Linked DNA regions of Mus musculus: all the other regions are linked to region 1. The links are chromatin contacts, called in public Micro-C and promoter capture Hi-C maps. All regions are on one chromosome and are shown on one strand. The core of a region is the stretch at or near the end of the contact, and the rest is flanking DNA. Distances in the headings are between cores, read along the strand shown.

Evidence for each region. Promoter capture Hi-C pulls out the DNA fragments that hold promoters and counts their contacts. A called contact is a pair of places that touch in the nucleus more often than the background predicts.
Region 2: a promoter capture Hi-C map of hippocampal neurons shows a contact between it and region 1, with 2.9 times the contacts expected there. The contact joins the promoter of Ctnnd1 here to the promoter of Nckap1 in region 1. A contact is called at or near these places in 3 of 39 promoter capture datasets (cranial neural crest, frontonasal cranial neural crest and hippocampal neurons).
Region 3: a promoter capture Hi-C map of pre-B cells shows a contact between it and region 1. The contact joins the promoter of Plekha3 here to the promoter of Nckap1 in region 1. A contact is called at or near these places in 2 of 39 promoter capture datasets (pre-B cells and second pharyngeal arch cranial neural crest).
Region 4: a promoter capture Hi-C map of cranial neural crest shows a contact between it and region 1. The contact joins the promoter of Calcrl here to the promoter of Nckap1 in region 1. A contact is called at or near these places in 2 of 39 promoter capture datasets (cranial neural crest and pre-B cells).
Region 5: a contact with region 1 is called in a Micro-C map of embryonic stem cells, with 8 times the contacts expected there. The contact joins the promoter of Fam171b here to the promoter of Nckap1 in region 1. A contact is called at or near these places in 1 of 39 promoter capture datasets (frontonasal cranial neural crest) and 1 of 484 Hi-C or Micro-C datasets (embryonic stem cells).
Region 6: a promoter capture Hi-C map of liver shows a contact between it and region 1, with 2.0 times the contacts expected there. The contact joins the promoter of Itgav here to the promoter of Nckap1 in region 1. A contact is called at or near these places in 4 of 39 promoter capture datasets (cranial neural crest, liver, maxillary cranial neural crest and 1 more).
Region 7: a contact with region 1 is called in a promoter capture Hi-C map of pre-B cells. The contact joins the promoter of Zc3h15 here to the promoter of Nckap1 in region 1. A contact is called at or near these places in 3 of 39 promoter capture datasets (cranial neural crest, maxillary cranial neural crest and pre-B cells).

What each region holds. Positions count from the first base shown.
Region 1 is chr2:80,579,882-80,582,554 of GRCm38.p6, reverse strand. It overlaps Nckap1 (NCK-associated protein 1), which reads left to right and starts at 1,373. Exons shown (of 31, transcript NM_016965.3): 1 at 1,373-1,697. The coding sequence starts at 1,590. It also overlaps the pseudogene Gm13688.
Region 2 is chr2:84,649,438-84,652,110 of GRCm38.p6, reverse strand. Ctnnd1 (catenin (cadherin associated protein), delta 1) reads left to right here and starts at 1,371. Exons shown (of 19, transcript NM_001085450.1): 1 at 1,371-1,705.
Region 3 is chr2:76,674,005-76,676,677 of GRCm38.p6, reverse strand. Plekha3 (pleckstrin homology domain-containing, family A (phosphoinositide binding specific) member 3) reads right to left here and starts at 1,363. Exons shown (of 8, transcript NM_031256.3): 1 at 1,044-1,363. The coding sequence starts at 1,083. Gm39860 (a long non-coding RNA gene) reads right to left here and starts at 1,037. Exons shown (of 2, transcript XR_866494.2): 1 at 828-1,037; 2 at 1-685.
Region 4 is chr2:84,423,895-84,426,567 of GRCm38.p6, reverse strand. Calcrl (calcitonin receptor-like) reads left to right here and starts at 1,302. Exons shown (of 16, transcript NM_018782.2): 1 at 1,302-1,498.
Region 5 is chr2:83,811,300-83,813,972 of GRCm38.p6, reverse strand. Fam171b (family with sequence similarity 171, member B) reads right to left here and starts at 1,361. Exons shown (of 8, transcript NM_175514.3): 1 at 996-1,361. The coding sequence starts at 1,224.
Region 6 is chr2:83,723,096-83,725,768 of GRCm38.p6, reverse strand. It overlaps Itgav (integrin alpha V), which reads right to left and starts at 1,372. Exons shown (of 30, transcript NM_008402.3): 1 at 850-1,372. The coding sequence starts at 1,034.
Region 7 is chr2:83,643,259-83,645,931 of GRCm38.p6, reverse strand. Zc3h15 (zinc finger CCCH-type containing 15) reads right to left here and starts at 1,354. Exons shown (of 10, transcript NM_026934.3): 1 at 1,205-1,354. The coding sequence starts at 1,279.

The sequences.
Region 1 (2,673 bases), core at 124-2,623:
CTGTGTACCTCTGGCTGCCCACCTCTGCCCCCTGAGTGTCAGAAGTCTTTAGAGACAGAGTTTCTCTGTATAGTCCTGGCCTACCTCTGCCTCCCAAGTGCTGAGAAGAAAGGCATGTGCCACCATGCCCAGCCTTCACCAGGAGTATTAAACAGCCCTTAAGGAATTCTGTATACTCTCTGGTAGAGTTCTGGAAGACTAGGCGCTACAGTAGCTTTTTAAAATGTCTTAGAAACAATTTGTTACATTTCACTACAAAGTTGCTTTGGTGAATCCATTTTTTTTTTTTTTTTTTTTTTTGGTTTTTCAATACTGGTTTCTCTGTATAGTCCTGGCTGTCCTGGAACTCACTCTGTAGACCAGGCTGGCCTCGAACTCAGAAATCTGTCTGTCTCTGCCTCCCAAGTGCTGGGATTAAAGGTGTGCAACACCACTGTCCGCCTGTGAATCCATTTTCTTACTAACTTCAGAATGCCTTGTTATAGAAGGTGGTGGGTTGATTGATTTAAATTCATGAATACGATACACAATTAGACTATATTAGGTAAAGCCCCAAATATCCCAAGTCCCCTGGAGTGCAAGTTTTCATTGTAGTCATTCACATGGAGACACAATTTGTTCCAGTTTGAAACCCTGTGTGATGAGGAGTGGACACGGAGTGAGATGATGACAAACAATATTTGGTTGGTGATGGGGTGGAAAAGTAGAATTCCAGAAACGATTGGGATTTATGGTGGAGGCTGGGAGCGAACCCTCTTACTCGGAACAAAATTTGTTTTGTTTTTTATTTTGCTTTTTTATTTTGCTTACCACATGCCAGAGCCTATTCGTGTCTCCTCCGGATGGGTGCTGGTCCATGATAAGTCCCTTCATAATAATCTAAGGAACTCGAGCTGCCCTTACTTCCGACCTCCTTCCTCCGAAGCCAGCTGGAGGCGGGAGCGAGCACCGGGAGGTGGCGAGGCGCTGCCCGCCGTGCGGAGCACACATCTGCCGCGTTCTCCCTGGAGCGTCTGTCAAGGCGTGGGAGGAAAACAAGCTCGGAGCCGCCAGGCTCCTCTCGGGGCCAAAGTCTCCCGAAACACACCGTCCCCGTCCCCACGGCGGTGCGGGCCCTGGGGCGTGGGGAGCGGGGACAACTTCGGGGGAAGTCCAGGACCGCGGCTTGGGGGTCCCCGGAGCGGAGGAGGCGGGGCGGGGCGCTCCGGACCCCGGGCTCCGGCCGCAGTTCTCCCGGCGGCCTCGCGGGGGCGCCGGCGCGGCCGATCAGGTGACCGAGCGCCGGTCCCGGCTGCGGGAAGCCGACTCGTTCTCAGCCGCCGCCGCCGCCGCCACACCTAGCGGAGGAGCCGGGAAAGGCGGCCCGGGAGTGGGGGGTGTACTGGGGCGGAGAGCGCCGCGGGTGGAGGCGGAAGGGCGGCGGGCGGAAGCGAGCGCCGCGGCTGCTGTGTCACGGCGCGGGTGGGCGCACGGCATGGGCGCGCCGCGCTGAGGCGGAGGTCGCGGGCGGGCAGGCGGGCGGGCCTGAGGGAGGCGGCGAGCCGGGGAGTAGCGCGCCCGGCGGCGGTGGCGGCGGCGGCGGCCGCACCATGTCGCGCTCCGTGCTGCAGCCCAGTCAGCAGAAGCTGGCGGAGAAGCTCACCATCCTCAACGACCGGGGCGTCGGCATGCTCACGCGCCTCTACAACATCAAGAAGGTGCGCACGGGCCGGCGAGGCCGGGCGGGGTGCGGCGGGGGAAAAGGCCGCGGGCGCCAGCTCGGCCTGCTCGCGCGGGGCCTCCGGGATGCGCCGCGGCCTAGAGTGAGCCGCGGGGCGGGCAGGCGGGAGCCATTTCCCGGCTCCCGGCGGCGGGAACCGGCCGGGCCGCGCATGGCCGCCGCGGCGCTCTGGTTTGCGGGGAGGAAAGGAGGGCGCGCGGCCTTCCCGGGCTGCGGCGAACGGGCCCGGGGTTCTTGGCTTGCGAGTGTGGGAATGCGGCGATCGACCCTCTGGTCCCCACTTGGCCACTTGATTTTTCGTTCCCTGAATCAAGCCCCTCACCCCCACGACAGCGTGTTGACGTTTGGGATAATTTCATTTTGAAGATGGACCGGAGGGGGAAGTGAGGGTGGAACCGGTTTTCGTCTGAAATACTTGTAGGCTGTGAGTCACTAGAACAGGAATAACCACCTTTACTCCCTACTCCTCCTCATTTTAGTTTTCCCAACCCTATCTGATTAGCACCAAAGCACCATTCCTTAAAGTACAATGGCTGTATAAAATAAAGACCGAGTGTGCTCCCGTTGCTATCTCCTTCGCAACATAGTACGAGGATTTGAGCAACTAGACAGTGGACCCATTGAAAATCTGAGTGTCTTCAGATTAGGGAGTGGAAGGCTGTATCGAAGTGAAGAAAAGTAGATCTAAAGGTGGAAAAGGATTGCCATTAATTTACCTTAGAGGGAAACAACCTCAAATCCATTTATTTTAAGCCTCACTGAATTTGGTAAAGAGAAAAAGTTTCCTTTTGGTACACTTTATACCAGTCCATCCTTGCGGGGTTCTGTGTATCTGTGTCTTTTCTTTAATAATCTTGTTTATAAAATTATATATGTGTGTGTGTGTGTGTGTGTATCTATCTATCTATCTATATATCGTGAAATATACTTTTGACCATATCAAAAGGATATAG
Region 2 (2,673 bases), core at 122-2,621, 4.1 Mb before region 1:
ATTGTCCCAGCACTCAGGAGGCAGACACAGGGGGTATCTCTGTGAGCTCAAAGCCAGCCTGCCTGGTCTAGATATCAAGAGTTCTAGGTCAGTCAGGGCTACATAATTAGACCCTGTCTCAAATAATAAAATAAAATAAAAATAAATTAAAAATAGGGCTAGAAGAGGTCACCACCAAGATAATGACCAAAGTTTAACCCCTGGGCCCATATGGAGGAAGGAGAGGACTGATCCCTGCAAATTGTTCTCTGACCTGAGTATGACTGCTGTAGTACATGTGCACTCATGCACACACAAAGAAATCTAATTTAAAAATATATAAGGAGAGACCTTCTAACTCATTATCTTCGTTTAGTAATTAGTGAATAACTAATACCAGTTTTACCAGGTGGTAATATACCTTCAACCCTATAACTCAGAAGTCGGAGGCATGGGGTTTTTGAGTTTGAGGCCAGCCTGGGGTAGAGTGAAATCCTATCTTAAACAAAACAAAGCAACCTCCCCACCAAAGAAAAAAAATTCAACAACAAACACAGCCCCTTCCCCTCATAAACTTTAAAGGAATTCGTAGGAAAACCCCTATAATATTTTATTTAGGTCAAATAAAAAAGGCAGGTAATTTTGGGTTGACTAAACAATAGCATTCTCTTAATTATTTTAACGATGATATTCTTAACTAGTCTACACTCTTTGTTTATTGGATTCTGCCTATTGTCCCAGGCAAACCCATATTGTTTTGATGGGAAGATAGTGCTGGTCCTCAAGGGCTCAGTGGATTCTGCTTCCTTTTAGTTTAGAGAAGAAAGGCTAACAAACTATTAAGAAGTCTAAGCATTTATTTTCTCCATTAGCTTTTAATTCAATTAAGCCAAAACAATGAAATTGAGTTTGTCTCAGATATTTCCTACCATCCCAGTCAGCATATAGTCCAGTTTCTGGGATTTCCTTCCTTCTTTCCTGACTTCCTTTGGGAAAACGCTTTGGGGAAGAAAGCAGCAAACCAAACCGCAGCAAGTAAAGAAAGTAAGCTCTTTTCTGTTTTCCCACCCAGATAGGTAGGGAAAGGGAACAAGACCCTCATCAAAGAGAACTGAGGCTTAGGCGTGCCGTTCTAAAATGCTTTGTTATTTAGCACCTCCCACCTCCCCCCAGATCTGCAGTAATTCCTCAGAGATTGTATAGTCTCCGCTTTAAATATACATATAATATATATGTATAAAACTTCCTCGTCTTTCTCTCTCCCTTTTTTTTTTTTAATTTCCTATAATAAAGTTTCCTATTGGATAAGGTCAGCTCCCTGATTTATGCCTGGTTCCTATTGGAAGCTCGCAGGGGCTGACATCACTTAGGAAAGCTAGGGTAGGGCTGCCAGATCAGTTTGTCACCACCCAGGCTGCCTTGCCTTTGGCTGGGTGCAACTTCCATTTTAGGTGTTGGATCTGAGGGGAAAAGGAGAGAGGGAGAGAGAGGGAGAGAGGGAGAGAGGGAAAGGGAGAGAGAGAGAGAGAGAAAGAGGACGATCAAGAGGGAGGGAGGGAGAGCCAGCGAGCGAGACAGACACGGAGGGAGAGGAGAAAGGCAGGAAAGATCCTGGAACGAGGAAGAGGAAGAGGCGGCGAACCTCGCTGGATTTGTCTTTCTCAGCACATTGGTGAAGCTTTGGGTTTGTTTCTTAAAGGACTGGCTTTAGAAGTCCACATTTGAGGTGTGTGCTTTTTAAATTTTTTTCCTTTTATTAAAAATGTGTGTATTGGGAAAGGGGTAACTCAAGTGGAATTTTTTTCTTAATGGTAACTGGAGGGACTTTTAAAAGGGTGAGAAAGCCTGTTAGTGCTGACGGTGAATTTTAACCAATTATTTTTTTCACTTTTAATACTTTGGAGGTTTCTTGGTATTTTATTTAGTTAAGGAAAAGGTAAAACGTACAAGACCTGGAAACAAACTTCTAGGTGTAATACCGGAAGCTGGTTGGAACCAGGGGTAGAAGTTGTGTAAATTCCTTTTTTTGTGTGTACTTTTATATTATTTTTTTCCCTGGATTTAGCTAACATACTCTTATTTTTCAGAGCTCAAAAAGTTGTTTGGGGGGGGGGGCATGTTGTGTGTGGGTTGGGGAAGGACTCTGCCCTGGTCGGAAGCTGGTCGTACAGATGGCTCTTACCATGTTTCGGAACTTTTAGCCCCCTCACCTTTGAATTTGTGGCAGTGGGAAGTTGCAGGAAGCTTTCGAGTTTCAATGGTATTGTTTTTTCCTTCTGAACGTGAACGGCCCAGAAGGGTTTCAGCGCTGCAGTTCCTGGGTGGATCCCTCTTTCACTTTTCCAGGTGTGGTGGTGGGTGGGAGCCGCTGTCGCCTGCCTGCCTGCCTGCCTGCCTGCCTGCCTAGGAGGCTCTTTGCTTTGCCTTGTGAAAACAAATGGATCTACGTTAACTTGAGTTGCCCTTCCTTCCTTCCTTCCTTCCTTCCTTCCTTCCTTCCTTCCTTCCTTCCTTCCTTCCTTCCTTTTTGTACTAAAAGTCGTTTTAGTGGCACAGATTTGTAAAGGTGTGTGTTAAACTTACTGATATGGTAATGTTTGGCCTTTAAAGGGATAAGGAAATTCTAATCATACTTTCTGTTGACCGGAGTGAAACAGCAAAACACCTGAAAGTCTTTTCTCAGTCCTTTTGGTC
Region 3 (2,673 bases), core at 114-2,613, 3.9 Mb after region 1:
TAAATCTGGCTCTAGCCAGATACAACCAAGCATTTAGCCCTAGCAGGGTTTGCCTGCAGCTCCCCACAAGTTAGATGAACACTAGCTGAGTGCATCACAGGATGCTCAATACTGGGCAGAGTATGTGAGCAGCAGCAAGATGACAACTGCCCATCCTTTGTAACTAAGAATCTGAGAACTGCCCACAATTCCCTTCAAGCCGCCGGTTTTCCTCTAGTTCAGTGAGATCATGGGATTCAGAGGTTGGAAAGTACCTCTGGGACAAAATGGCTAACCACCCAGGCCTATCCAACTGGGGTCCTGAATGAATACCACCTGCCTTTGGTGTTAGTTCTTACAAAGATCACAGAGTATGTATGGATTTAAGGTGTGTTTTAAAAGCCAGACTTCCAATATCACAGGCAGGGACAGCCCCCTGCTGCTGATCCCATTTCTATACAAACAGCTTTCTTCTAACTACCCCACCAGGGAAACTTGCCCGCTCCTTCTGGGCTGCACTTCCAACCATTTCTCACAATGACTCGAATTCCCGTGGTGTTAAAAATGTGCTTTCTTCCACTATGTCTCACAATTACCCAAATTCCCAAACCTCACAGAAAACCAATCCTTAAGAACCTTCTCTGAGGATAGCTTCCAAAAGCACACTTGATGAGCTCAGCCAGCCGCAACAAGTGGACTTTCAAACCTGTGGTAAGAAAATGTAAAGGAATATACAAAAAAAAAAAAAAAAAAAAAAATCTTAAAATCAAATGCACACACACACTTTACAAATGCTGTCCATAGAGCGTGGATGAAGGAGACAGTGGATAAAAGAGATGATGGGATACTGTTTCCGAGGCACAAGGGGCAGTGCAGGTTTTTGGTGGTGTCCCATCCTCAGGCTGGTACGCAGTCTCGAACTCCCAATCGAAGAGGCCCGTAATGGGCCCCACGAGGGGCAGTGGAAGGGTCGGAGGGCATCGAGCGCGGAACTGAGTGCCGCGGCTTGCCAGGGGGTGCCCAAGGGCCCGACTGCCCGCCGCCCCACGCCGCCCGCCCCGTACCTGTGAGATAGTTGGTCCACTTGTACAGAACCCCCTCCATGCTTCAGAGCCCGGCGCCGCGCATCCTCCTGGCCCGGCGCCGGCCGCGCTGCTGCGGAGGCGCGGGCCCGCAGCCCTCCGCCCCGACCCGGCGGCCCTCAGAGGCCCGGCCGGCGGGCGCCCCGTGCTGCTCGGAGGCCGCGAGGCGCGGACATCCCCAGCGGGAACGGCGCGGCGACCCCCGGGACGACCCCAGCGCCCGCCGCCCTCCCGCTCCGCCACCGCTCCACGAGCCCCGGCGCTGCCCTCCTGCACGCCTGCCTTCCTTCCCCTCGGGCTTCCCGGCTTGTTTTCATTGACCCCGACGTCGCTTTCACTTCCTGGATGAAAGGGGCCGGCTCGGCCCACGAAACCCCTCCCCGGCGGCGGGGCTGCGGGACGGCCGCGTGCCCGAGGCTGCGCCGCGCGCCCTCGTGGGGCGGCTCCGCGGTCCCCCGCTCCCCGGCTGCCCCGCATCCGGACATCTCCAGTCCGCAGCAGACCAACTCCCGGGGCATCCTGCACAAGGCGGCTGCCGAAGGCCTCGCCTCCTTCGGATCTTTTTCAATAAAATCAAGGGTTGCTCATTTCTTGGAGCTTCCAGTGCTCACACTCCGGGGAAGTAGGAAGTTACCTCCTAGGAAAAGCTGGAGCAATGGCAAGGCCCTGTAATCCCAGCACTCTAGAGGCTGAGGCAGGAAGGACCAAAGGCCAGCCTGGGCTACATCCTTCTTTTAAGAAAGTAGTATGCAGGCCAGAGAGGTCCTCCAACAAGGTCTTATGGAACTAGGGTTGGCAAGATAGCTTTCCAAGTAAAGCGCTTGCCTCCGGGAGCTTGACCAGTACTGTCCTGGGGGCCTCACACAGTGGAAGGAAAGAACCTCATTTACACATGGGCCATGTTACACGCATCCCCCCCCCGGCCCCCCCCCCACACACACACACATTTTTTTTTCTTTTAATGTCATACATCACGATGTATGCCTTTAATACCAGCATTTAGGAAGCAGAGGAAGGCAGATGAGTTCTGTTAGTTCCAAGCCTGCCTGGTCTACGCAGTGACTTCTAGGCCAGACAGACCCCCCTTCTCTCTCTCTCTCTTTCTCTCTCTCTCTCTCTCTCTCTCTCTCTCACACACACACACACACACACACACACAGGAAAGAAGAGGTTAAGAAGAAAAATGTTAAGAAGGTATCGTGCATCCTATTTTTGTTTTGTTTTTAAAAGGATTTCTCTTAATTTTTTTTTAATCTCACTTGGAAGGGCGTCCTTACACACTTGACAACTTTTAGATTTAGAAAGTTTTGCAAATTCCAATTACTTTGCATAAAGCAGAGTCAGTATTGAGGTAGTGAAATCCCTGGCTTATCCTTCCAGGAAGGCTGACTGAATAGGGTGATCGGGATGTCCACTTGGGGAATCGACGAGCTGAATATTCAACAAATCACATAGAGTTCAGTAATGATAGTTCAACTGTGGAGGGCATCTGACACTTACCATAAAATTCGAGTTTTGTGTTGTTTGAAAGGTTTATCATACTAAAAGGATAAGGGGGATATATCAAGAGACTGGACTAATCTCTGTTGTCTATTAGCCAGCTGTGAAATTG
Region 4 (2,673 bases), core at 53-2,552, 3.8 Mb before region 1:
TCAATTATGTCCCATATTTCTAAACGGATGCATCCTATTCTATATCCATATACAGAATTAAAGATTCTGCAATAAATCTCCTCCATGGATCAAGATAGGAAACATTTAAAAATGGCGGTGTCTTTCAGGAACACGATATCCAGAGATTCTGCACCCTGTGTCTTTAGTGCGGTTCCTCATCTGCTAGGACTTTGAGCTCCTCATCTGCTACTTGGTTGTAGTAGCTTCGCTATTCGTCTGTTCCTCCAAGGTGAAGCAGCAAGATTGTAGTAGCTAGTTAGAACTTGCCATTTTCTAAATGTTATAAAATATGTTGATTCAAAGTTTAAACAGACAAATTATATTATTTTATCCATCCTTTCCAGTTTATACGTGAGACATTTGATGCAAAGATCATGTGACTTTTAGTGCTGTCTGGCTTCAGGAGTTATGATTATTGCCAAATCTCATAATTTATCATATTATATAAAACTAACAAGTATATTTCAGGTTTATAGGCTTTTTTTCCTGATCATACGCAATGATTTCTTACTTTATGATATAATTATGTTTAGAGGGAAAACTTTTTTTTAAATTGAAGTTCATTTATTGTATGAAATTATTTCATAGTATCATGTTAAACTAAAGCCACCTTTCCTTGAAGGTTATTTTGAGGTACAACTAGTATAATGTTTAGATTATATAAAATGATATAATTATGTCAGATATTTAAAAGTATGTACAATGATTTCATACTCTATACACAGTCTGGCTTTACAGGACATACAACTCAGGAACTCCTAGAAAGGACAGCCCGAAGCCTGTTCATCTTCTCATGCAAAACTGGTTGTGGAGTTGCATCAGATATTAGTGCTCAAAATTGAGTCCGAATTAGTAATTCTGATGCTCAAAATTCCATGCACATTTAAGAAAAAAAGATGTGACTGATAAATTGTTCCTGGTTGTTCTGTGAACCTTAATTCGACACACACCCACACTCCTAACTCCTTTGATTCTTTTACACCAAGATCGCCTTCAAATCCCAGGCAGCAAGTTCTAACAGAACTCAGTCTAGGTGAAAGGCAGCCAGCTTTTGCTGGTAACAATGTGTTCATACAGCAAAGGATCTCTGTCTGTTCAGGCTGCTTCTTGCTCTTGTCAGAGTGAGAAGGGAGTTGCTGCTCCTTTCCTGGGGTAAGCTATTTGAGAAAGAAAGTAACCTAACACTAAGTGCAGGCGGGGCGGGGTGATGTAACAGGAAGCTGTGATGTTTCCCTTCTGCTGCTGATCGCTTACAATCTGACAACACTCCCCATCTACTCAGAACAAGCCCTCTCTTCGCAGCGTGCACTTCTGCCTTAGGACCGGCGGGCTCTGTTGCCTGGACCTCACGCTGCCTGCAGGACCACATTGCAAAGCTTTCCACACCTCGCCTCCGGGAAACTCTTGTGCAGTATCTCAGAAAATCAAACTCCCTCCTGAGACTATTCCCACAGAATTTCCTTAGGAGCTGTGCCAGGTAAGTGTATTATTCAAAATAAACGTATGTATTCTCAGCACTATTCTTAAGTATTATGACAATGTTTCTAACAAGAATTTAGTAAGTGGCATTGAAATAATGTTGAAACCGCTTCATTTAGTCTACAAAGGGATACTAGAGAGTCTTACTCCAGAATGCATACAAAATGTACTACTAGTGCATAAGAGTATTTACAGTGATACTTTAGAAAATAAATTTACCAATTATTAACGATGTGAGCGGGCTATAAGGCAAGTTTCTGAACAAATACCTTAATCAGGAAACAATGCCTTTTTAAAGTTAGTTGTACTACCAGCTCAAGTCCTGACAGCTGGAAAACATTTGCACCCCAGGAAGGGTCTTTAAATTTTCCACATAATCAGTATTCTAAGGAAGGGATGGCAGAAGACTATGGGGTTCCAGAGTCTTCCTGTGTGGCTGAACACAAAGTTGGATTAAGAAGAAAAGCCACCGGCTTGGACTTCTGTTTGCTTTCCGCTTCTTTTGACATTTACACCTCTAACTAGGGAACCAATGGAATTTTCATTGTTCTTTGTTGCTAGATTTGTGTAAATACCCCATTTTTGGTTTTCCTTTGTTTTTGTTGTTGTTTGTATTGGGTTTTTTTCTTTTGGGGGGGGTGTTCATGAATTGTCTCCACTGTATTAAGATCATGGGTGTCTTACAAATAAGGTAAGGGGAAAACAAAAACAAGACAAAACAAACAAACAAACAAACAAAAAACCCAACCAACAACCAACCAACCATAAACCCCACAACTGCCCAGGGTTAAGAAAATGTAGTGATTTCTACATTACTTCATGGTTTTTAAACTCTTAAGCTTAGAGTTGTGTTACTTCAATTATACTGGAAACTTGTGGGGGAAGAGTGTGAAAGGAGTCTCCATAAATACATAAACAGAGGCACGATAAGCAAGTGGATTAGCTCATTAAGCAGAGGAATTAAATTAGATTTTCAGCTATGATGCTGAGATGAAGCAGCTGCAGGTCTCTCTTGCCACAGTACAGACTGTCCTGAGAATCTAAGGAGCTAGTGCCTACTTAACAAGTGGCTGTCAGAGCGGCATCACAGGTTATTGCTAAGGAATGGGAGATATCAGTTTTGGATTAAAATTGTGCTTATTAGCATAATTTATTAAATTCTACGTTTTCTTA
Region 5 (2,673 bases), core at 112-2,611, 3.2 Mb before region 1:
TTTTTAAAAAGCCCCCCCCTTTTTTCCCCCAAAGCCCAGACAGAATTTAAAATGTAAAAGGTAACTAAGTGGATTGTGGGCTGGGTAAAAGCTATTTAAACGGATAACCCAGCTCTTTGCTCTTCGGAGAGCTTTACCTGAGGGAGAGGGAAACAGAAAATAGAGGACTGTGATGGTCATATAAATTACACCCGTATCTCATCACCCTTTACCGAATGAGTCAAGAGATGGCTCATTTAAGTTCCACTACAAGGAGATTCCCCTCAGGGGGAGGGGCTGGTTATGCTACCCAAACACCACTCCAAGCTACCTGTCTCCCTCCCACATCCCTTCCTTCAACTACAAACTCCTGTTTCATTTTTTTTTCTTTCATCTTATTGTAGCAAATGCATTTTTTCCCTGTTTTTGCAAGCCGCCTTGGATCTTTCCTGGGGTAAGAAGAGAAATATAAAGAAATAGAGATCCCGCCCCCCCCCCCACTTCCCCGGTTCTAAATTTAAATACAGCAGGCAGGGAGAAACAGTGCAAACGCTGTGTGGGTGTACATGGCAAGACGGTTTGCTCAGTATCTAGGAGAGGATAGAGAAGAGAATGCTAAAGGGATTTGAGAGCGTGTGTGTGTGTGTGTGTGTGTGTGTATGTGTGTGTGTGTGTGTGTGTGTGTGTGTGTGTGTGTGTGTGTGTGTAGAAAGAAGAGGGAAAATAAGATTAGTGGAATAGTGGAAACAGGCACCCATCTTGACCATCCTTACCGTCCACCCCCACCCCACCCCCAGCCCCCGACCCTTCTGAAGCCCACTGCAGTGCTCTGCGGGAAAGATTTCCCACCCGAGCAAAGAGCTAAAGGCCGAACGGGCAACCTGGGAAGACGCGAAGGAATTGAGACCAGCAAAGATAGGCTAAGCGGAGACGAGAAAGGAGCTAAGAATCCCGGGAAGCCTGATGCGATCGCTGGCACAGAAGAAGTAAAGCAGGGCTGGGCTACCGAGACGTACCTGGAGCCACCAAAGTAGAGGATGCCCCAGGCACCTCCGGCCTCCCCTCCTCTGCCTCCTCCCGCTGCTTTTGCTCTTGCAGCTGCTGCTGCTGCTGCTGCTGGATGAGGCTGAGGTCGGAGCGACTGAGTTCGGCTCTAGCGGCCGCGGGGACCAGCCGCGCCTTCAGCAGCACAGCGGCCAGGCCGAGGAGCAGGGCGCAGGGGACGCGACGGCAGAGCCTCGCCATGGCGAAGAGCCAGGGAGCCACGGAGGCATATTGCGGGGCTGCGGGAGGCGGCGGGCGCCAGGGCTGCGGAACCCGGCCGCGCCCGCTCGCTCGCTCCCCCTCGCGCCGTCTGCGGTGCACAGCCTCGGCAGGAGGAGGAGGAGCGGGCCGGCAAGAGGATGGCGAGCCCGCTTTCGCATCCTCGCGCACGTGACCGCCGGGAGGGGCGAGCGGGGGCCTGGGCCCTGTGGCTACCCAGCAAGTGCTCTGCAAGGTGATGCTGGTGCCCAGGCGTTTAGCTAGGCGGAGATTAACAGGAAAGAGTTTCTGGCCCTTAATCTTTACCGAGGCAGCAGGAAAATGTAGAGTGGAATAAAATTCCTTCCACTAGACACCGAGGTAGAAAAAGGTGGCACATTAATTTCCTTCTAAAGCAATCAGACAACTGTGGTTCAAAAGCCAGGTTCCTTTAACGGAATAGTCTCTGCTGTCCCTTGGCCCACTTACAAGATAAACTGATATTCTCCAGGCTTTTTTTTTTTTTTTTTCTGCTTAAATGAGAATTTCTTTCTTCATCATAAATTATTCCTAATTACACCTTTTCTATTTGTAACCTATACTTTCCATGTGTTTGGAGGGTTTTTTAATTTGTTTTGTTTTTTAATGTCTTGCTAGATATGGTGGCTCACACCTTTAATTTTTAGCACTCAGGAGGTAGAGGCAGGCAAGTATTAGTAATTTGAGACCAACTTTGTTCTACATAGGGAGTTCTAGGACAGCCAGGGACTATAGAGAAAGACCCTGTCTCAAGACAAACAAACAATCAAACAAACAAATAAAAGTCTTATTTAACAAATAATAAACTAGGAGTTCTCTGTGCGTTTTAATCAGGAGCTTAGAATAAGTAAAATAGAATCCCTTCGTTCCAAATACTTACTGCCTGTTAGGGCAAGGCAATAAATATATAAGCAAAATATAGTCCACAGTGGTGGTTGCAACTGAAGAAGCAGTACAGGCATTTAGAGCTTACACAGAGTTGAAAGAAATTAAGTAAAGTCTGTGAAAGACACCGGGGAAGGTAGTCTGCACAAAATAAAAATTCACACAGAAATAGTAGATACCAAGTCGTCGAAAAACTGGAAGTGCGTTTGTGTGTGTGTGTGTGTGTGTGTGTGTGTGTGTGTGAGAGAGAGAGAGAGAGAGAGAGAGAGAGAGAGAGAGAGAGAGGCATAAAAGCATAATGTATTGGGAAAGTTTAAGCTGGGAAAGCAGTTACCAGAGGACTTATCCTTTTCTACAGTGAGTGCAGACTATTAAACTGTTTAAAAATAACTAGCAGACACTTGTGCTTACTGTGTGAGGCACTGTTCTGGCATCTCACAGATGGCAAATGCAGCAACCTTGGATGCTATATAAGCAAGCAGAAATCTACACTAAAGACCATTCTGGAGGTTGATTGGGAGAGAGATA
Region 6 (2,673 bases), core at 123-2,622, 3.1 Mb before region 1:
ATTTAATCGGGGTTTCCTACACTAGTAGGGATGAGAATGATGCCAGCGTTGAGTCAAAGACAACTTTAATCCAAAAACACGACATTAGCCGTCACAAATCCTCAGGAACTTTGCAACACGGGACGTGAGTAATTTGAAAGCCTACGTGACCTGCTGTATTCTTCAGCATTGAAGTGACCTGCAGAGAGTGAAAACTCAGCAAACACCCTCGCTCTGTCTGAACAATGACCTAAATAGTGGACTAGAAAGGAGCAGATGACGCATTCCATTCATCTGGTGGACCTTAAACGCGCAAAGGTCTCATAGTCCTTTACAAATTAATACAACAATTTGGTCACTTTAGTCATCGGAGTGTCTAGAAGAGGAGTGGGAAAAAAACCGAGAGAGAGAGAGAGAGAGAGCGAGAGAGAGAGAATCAGACGAAGGAAGAGCTAATTTCAGAAAGCAAAAAGCACTAGGAAGAGGCTAACTGGTTGATACGGAAGAAAAAAATTCTGGGGCCAAGTGAAGCAAGTTACGGAATGACAAGAGATGGCCAAAAGTCTCGCAGGACAAGCCTGTACAGATGTCTCACTTTTCCTGGATGCTTAACAGAGCTCCTTCAAAGCTCTCTCGCACTGTCCCCAGCCAATCAGAAGAAGTTGGGGACACGGTGAAACTGGATGCTGAGTGTCAGGTTAGGTCATCCCCACAAAAGTTTCATCCATGCCAGACCTGGGCCAGCCGCGGCATGGAGAGAGTAGGCGGGTTTGGGGCCGGGAGGACCCTGGAGCCAGCGGCTGGGTGCGGATCCGCTGAGGGTGCGCGGTGGGGGAGGGGGCGCCTGGGGACTCGAGCGCGGCCACTTACGAGGACGTGCTGGGCTCGAAGAAGTCCACGGCGAATCCGAAGTAACTTCCCTCGGGACCCGCATACTCGGCGGGACTTTCGACGTCCAGGTTGAAGGCGTCGGCGAGGGGCAGCAGGAGACCCGGCAGCAGCAGCAGGAGGCCGCCGGGGCGAGGGCGTAGCAGCAGGCGCCCGGGAGCAGCCATCGCCGGGGCGCGCGCGGGGCGCAGAGCCGAAAGACTTCAGTCCCTGTCCCGGTGCTCGGTGGCCGCGGCCCGCCGCCTGCGCGCCCCCGAACTGCCGAGCTGTGCTGTGCGCTTGCGGTCAAGGGCGGCGGGGCGGCCGGGCGGCGCGAAGCTGAGCCGGGCGGCACCCAGGAGGAGCGGTGTCCGACCCGGGACTCCGGCTCTGTCGCTGGCTCGCGCGGTGCCTGGCGCTGAGAAGTGGCGGGGCGAGCACAGTACCTCGGAACCGTGAGCAGCCCGGACTGGGGGAGGAGGCCGGGGAGGAGGAGGAGCCGGCCAGGCCGGGCCGCCCCGCCGAAAGAGGAAGTCGCGCTCACGGTGGCCTCCCACAGGAGAAGGCCGGGCGCACTTCCGTGCGCGCTGGCGGCCGGTCCTCCGAGGCTGTCCCGGGACTGCGGCCCAGATCCAAAGGACCAGGGGGGCAGTGGCAGCGCGCCTCCAGCCGAAGCCCTGCAAGCCGGGGACTGGCTGCAATCAAAAGAAAAAGAACCAGGCACACCCCGTTCCCTGGTTCCTCCAGGCACTTCTGAGGGACTTTTGTTTAAGAATGCGGAAAGCTTTATCCGCTTCTCTTACTTCTGCCACTTAGCCCGGCAGGCGCTCACCAACAGAACTCTGTAATTATATGCCATTTCCCTCCCCTTCCATCCTCCACACACTGAACTTAATTATAAACTCCCAGAGGGCTAGCACAGCTCCTCCCGGATGCGGTGTGTGGAACTGGATCTCACTGGCTGACAAAAACGTTGCAAGGCAAAGTTTAGGTGATGAGCCTCTCAAATCCACCCAGAAGACTTCAAGCCTGTGCTTGGATCTTCTCTTTTCTTTCTTTTACTTCCTTTCCTTTTTTCTTTTCTGTTTCTTGCTTTCCAGTTCCAATTCTTCTTCTGGCCTCTGTGTGTATCAGGCATGTACGTGGGTCACACCCATACACACAAAATAAGTCTTTTTTGTTTTGTTTTGGTTTTTTTTGGTTTTTTTTTGTTTGTTTTTGTAAATTTGCTCAGTATTCCTGTGTTCTATGTATATCAAGTGCTAAACAATTTGATGAATGGGCCGGGAGTGGTGATCCATGCTTTTAATGTGGTGGCAAATGCTTTTAATCCTAGCACCATGAAGTGAGAAGCAGGAGGATCTGGTCTGTGTAGCAAATTCCAGGCTGGCCAGGCCTACAGGTAAGACCTTGTCTCAGAAGGGAGGAGGAAGAGGAAGAGGAGGAGCAAGATAAGAAGGAAGAGGAGGAAGAGGAGAAGGGTGAGACGAAGAAAGAAGAAGGAATGAAGAATTTGGTCAATAGGATAAAATGATTAAATATAAATGCATTGCTTAGGCCTTGCATACTTCCAAGTAAAGTAGTGGAGAATTTGAACTATTTTCCCAAAACAGTTATTAAAAATCAGTCCCAGACTAAGCACAGAGGCAGTAGGCCCCCCTGAGCCCAGTCAACATAAGAAGATCCCTGTCTCACACAGCAGAAAAAACACCTCAGTGTCAGCATGCATTCATCTCATAACATAAGTAATCATGTGTGGGGGTGTGGATAGCCTTAGTTGGGTTAAGCAAGTTGATTTTTAAAATGTAAAAAATAAGCAGCAAAACT
Region 7 (2,673 bases), core at 105-2,604, 3.1 Mb before region 1:
CTGTCTACTGAGATGAAAGGCACACACCAGCACTGCTTGGCAACAGTTTTGCTTCCAGATGTTTGGCTACGGCAGTTCTACCTTAGAACTCCAACAGTCAGTAAATTATTAGATGTGTTCACATTAATTTTATTTAAATTAAATCAGCCAACTTTAACTACATACAATCTGACAAAAGATTAATCTCATTAGCGTGTATAAAGGAACCCTGGCGAATTCTCACTTCTATCTTTCAAGGCTATAACAATCAAATGTTGAAAAAAAACGATCATAAGCAAACATCTCATTTCGAAACCCCAAACATTCATTCTGGCTATTTTAATAAGAACGAGCCTACTAAAGGTTACTTTATACTCAGATGCTGTAAAATAGTCATCTTTTCTTCCAACTACATCCAAGTCTATGAGGTACCATTTACTTTTAAATGAGGATTAGTATGGAAGAAATACGTTTATCGAATGTGAAATTTCATTACCTATCTTAAGGAAACTCAAGTAGACAATCGTTGTAACCTGAGGAACATTTAAGAACATCAGTACCTTGCCTCACTCACTGAATGCCTACAAGTTCAATGCATTAAAAGACGCTCGTGTGTGTGTGTGTGTGTGTGTGTGTGTGTGTAGGTAAACTGGGAGCTCCCAATTTAACATAGGTACTGTGACAGAGCCTACGTTTAATTCAGACTCCATGTATGAACGAAGCATTCTGTACAAAACCGCTGGGCCACGCTTTTTGGGAAACCTCTGTTCTTGACACGAAAGTTTCCAGATGGACCAAACACCAAAAGAAACAACAACAACAAAAAAGTGGTAAATAGTCCGCTGGCTCTTGAAAATGAACAGCGCTACCTCTCACTGCCTGATAAAGAAAAAAACCAAACCCAAGGCGTCAGGTCAGTCAGGAGGGGCCTTCCAGAGCGCCACTCAGCTTGTTTTTTCAGGCACAGCCCGAGGAGCCGCGGAAAGTCGTGAGCATCGAAAGGCCGGGCCGGGGGTCCCTGGGCGGCCGAGTGGGCGCGGCGGGCGCGTGGGTGGAGACGCGGCGAGCGCGGGGGCGCAGCGGCCTCACTACAGCGATGAGGGGCGGCGAGAACCACTTCAGTCGGGGCCCACCGGGCCGGGCGCCGACACGTGGCCCCGGGGAGCCGCGCTCCGCAGCCCGGCGAGCCCCAGCCCGGTGCGGCGGGGAGGGGGAGGGGACGTACCTCGATGATCTTCTCCTTCTTCTTCTGCTCCGCCTTCTTGCTGCCCCCGGCCTGAGCCTGTTTCTTGGGGGGCATCGCGGAGGCGGGGGGCACCGGGCCGACTGCGACGCAGATGGCTACCGTCGGGGCGTCCGGCAGCTCGGCGGGAGCAGGAAGACCCAGCCGCCGCCGCAGCGCACGGAAAGCGACTCGCTCATTCGCCGCCCGGATGTGGCCTTTGCGACAGCACGGCGCCGCTATGCACTGTGGGGCGCGAGGCGAGGCGCCCGGAAGTGGAGCTGCGCGTGCGCTCCGGCTGCGCCGAGCCGGGAGGGGGCGTGGATGAGACGTGGGAACTGGGAAAGGCGCGGCGTGTGACGCCTCCTTTTGGTGAGGCGCTTGCCACTTGCTTGGCTTCGTCCTTCATTAGCACCGCGAGTGATGCCTCCTCACCTCACTTGTATAGACCCCTGGCGTAGAGAGTTCTAGATCTAGTTAGCACTGGACAGTACCATCTTGAGTAATCACGGAGCGGCTGCATCAATTATGAGCTACTGTCTTGTCCTCTGGAGGGGCAGGGTTGCAATGCAGCACCTTCAGTATGAAGTTGCGTAAAGAAATAAAGTTTCATTTGGAGATCGTCAGACGTGGAGTCCTAGTGGGTGAAATCCTTAGTTTCTCTTCAAGTCCTGTACTAATTTTAGGGGGCTGCCTTAACGATTCCGGAAAAAAAAAAATCACTATTTTACTATGTCAAACTAGCCTAACAGTATGGGCCAAGCCCAATTTAAGGTTAGTTTAAGTGTTTGGTAAATTCCATAATGACTTTACACACACGATTTCACTCATTACATCTACACTGAGGTACGAATGGTTAACTGTTAGCACTGTTTGAGATGAAACGCAGAAAGAAAGGTGGCTAAATGTAAAATCCAAGATAAGAATTTCAGCCTGGTTAGTCTTGCTTCAGGGCTCTGTTTATATTGTAGACTAAACCAAAAGTATGGCTTTTGATATGCAAATGAATCTACTATTTTTTATTCAGCCAAATACTGACTTTAAAAAAGCACACAATGAATGGCTGTTCTTTTGCATGGTTACTGTTTTACCTACATTGATTAACAGAAGAATCATCCTTCCAGAGAAGGGAGTTATTAGTTTTTCAACAATTTCATAAGCAGAAAACTACTTTGGAACCCTAATGCCACCATGAGGGAAATGGACAGTGTTCATCTGATGGCAACCAAAGCAAAAAGAGACACTTAGGGGCAGGGGACCCAATATTCCTTTCAAGGGCTTTCCCCAGTGATCTACTTCCCTTCATGTGTTCCACTCTCCCTAGGAGTGTCACCCAACTCAACAGGAGCCTTTGTGGAACACTGTGACAGTTTACTTTTCTGTATTATTTATTCTTCAGAAGTTGATTAAGAATTCCTGTAGTAGCAGAATGTAGTAATCTTAATATCCCCCTTTTTAGTGATTCATTTAAT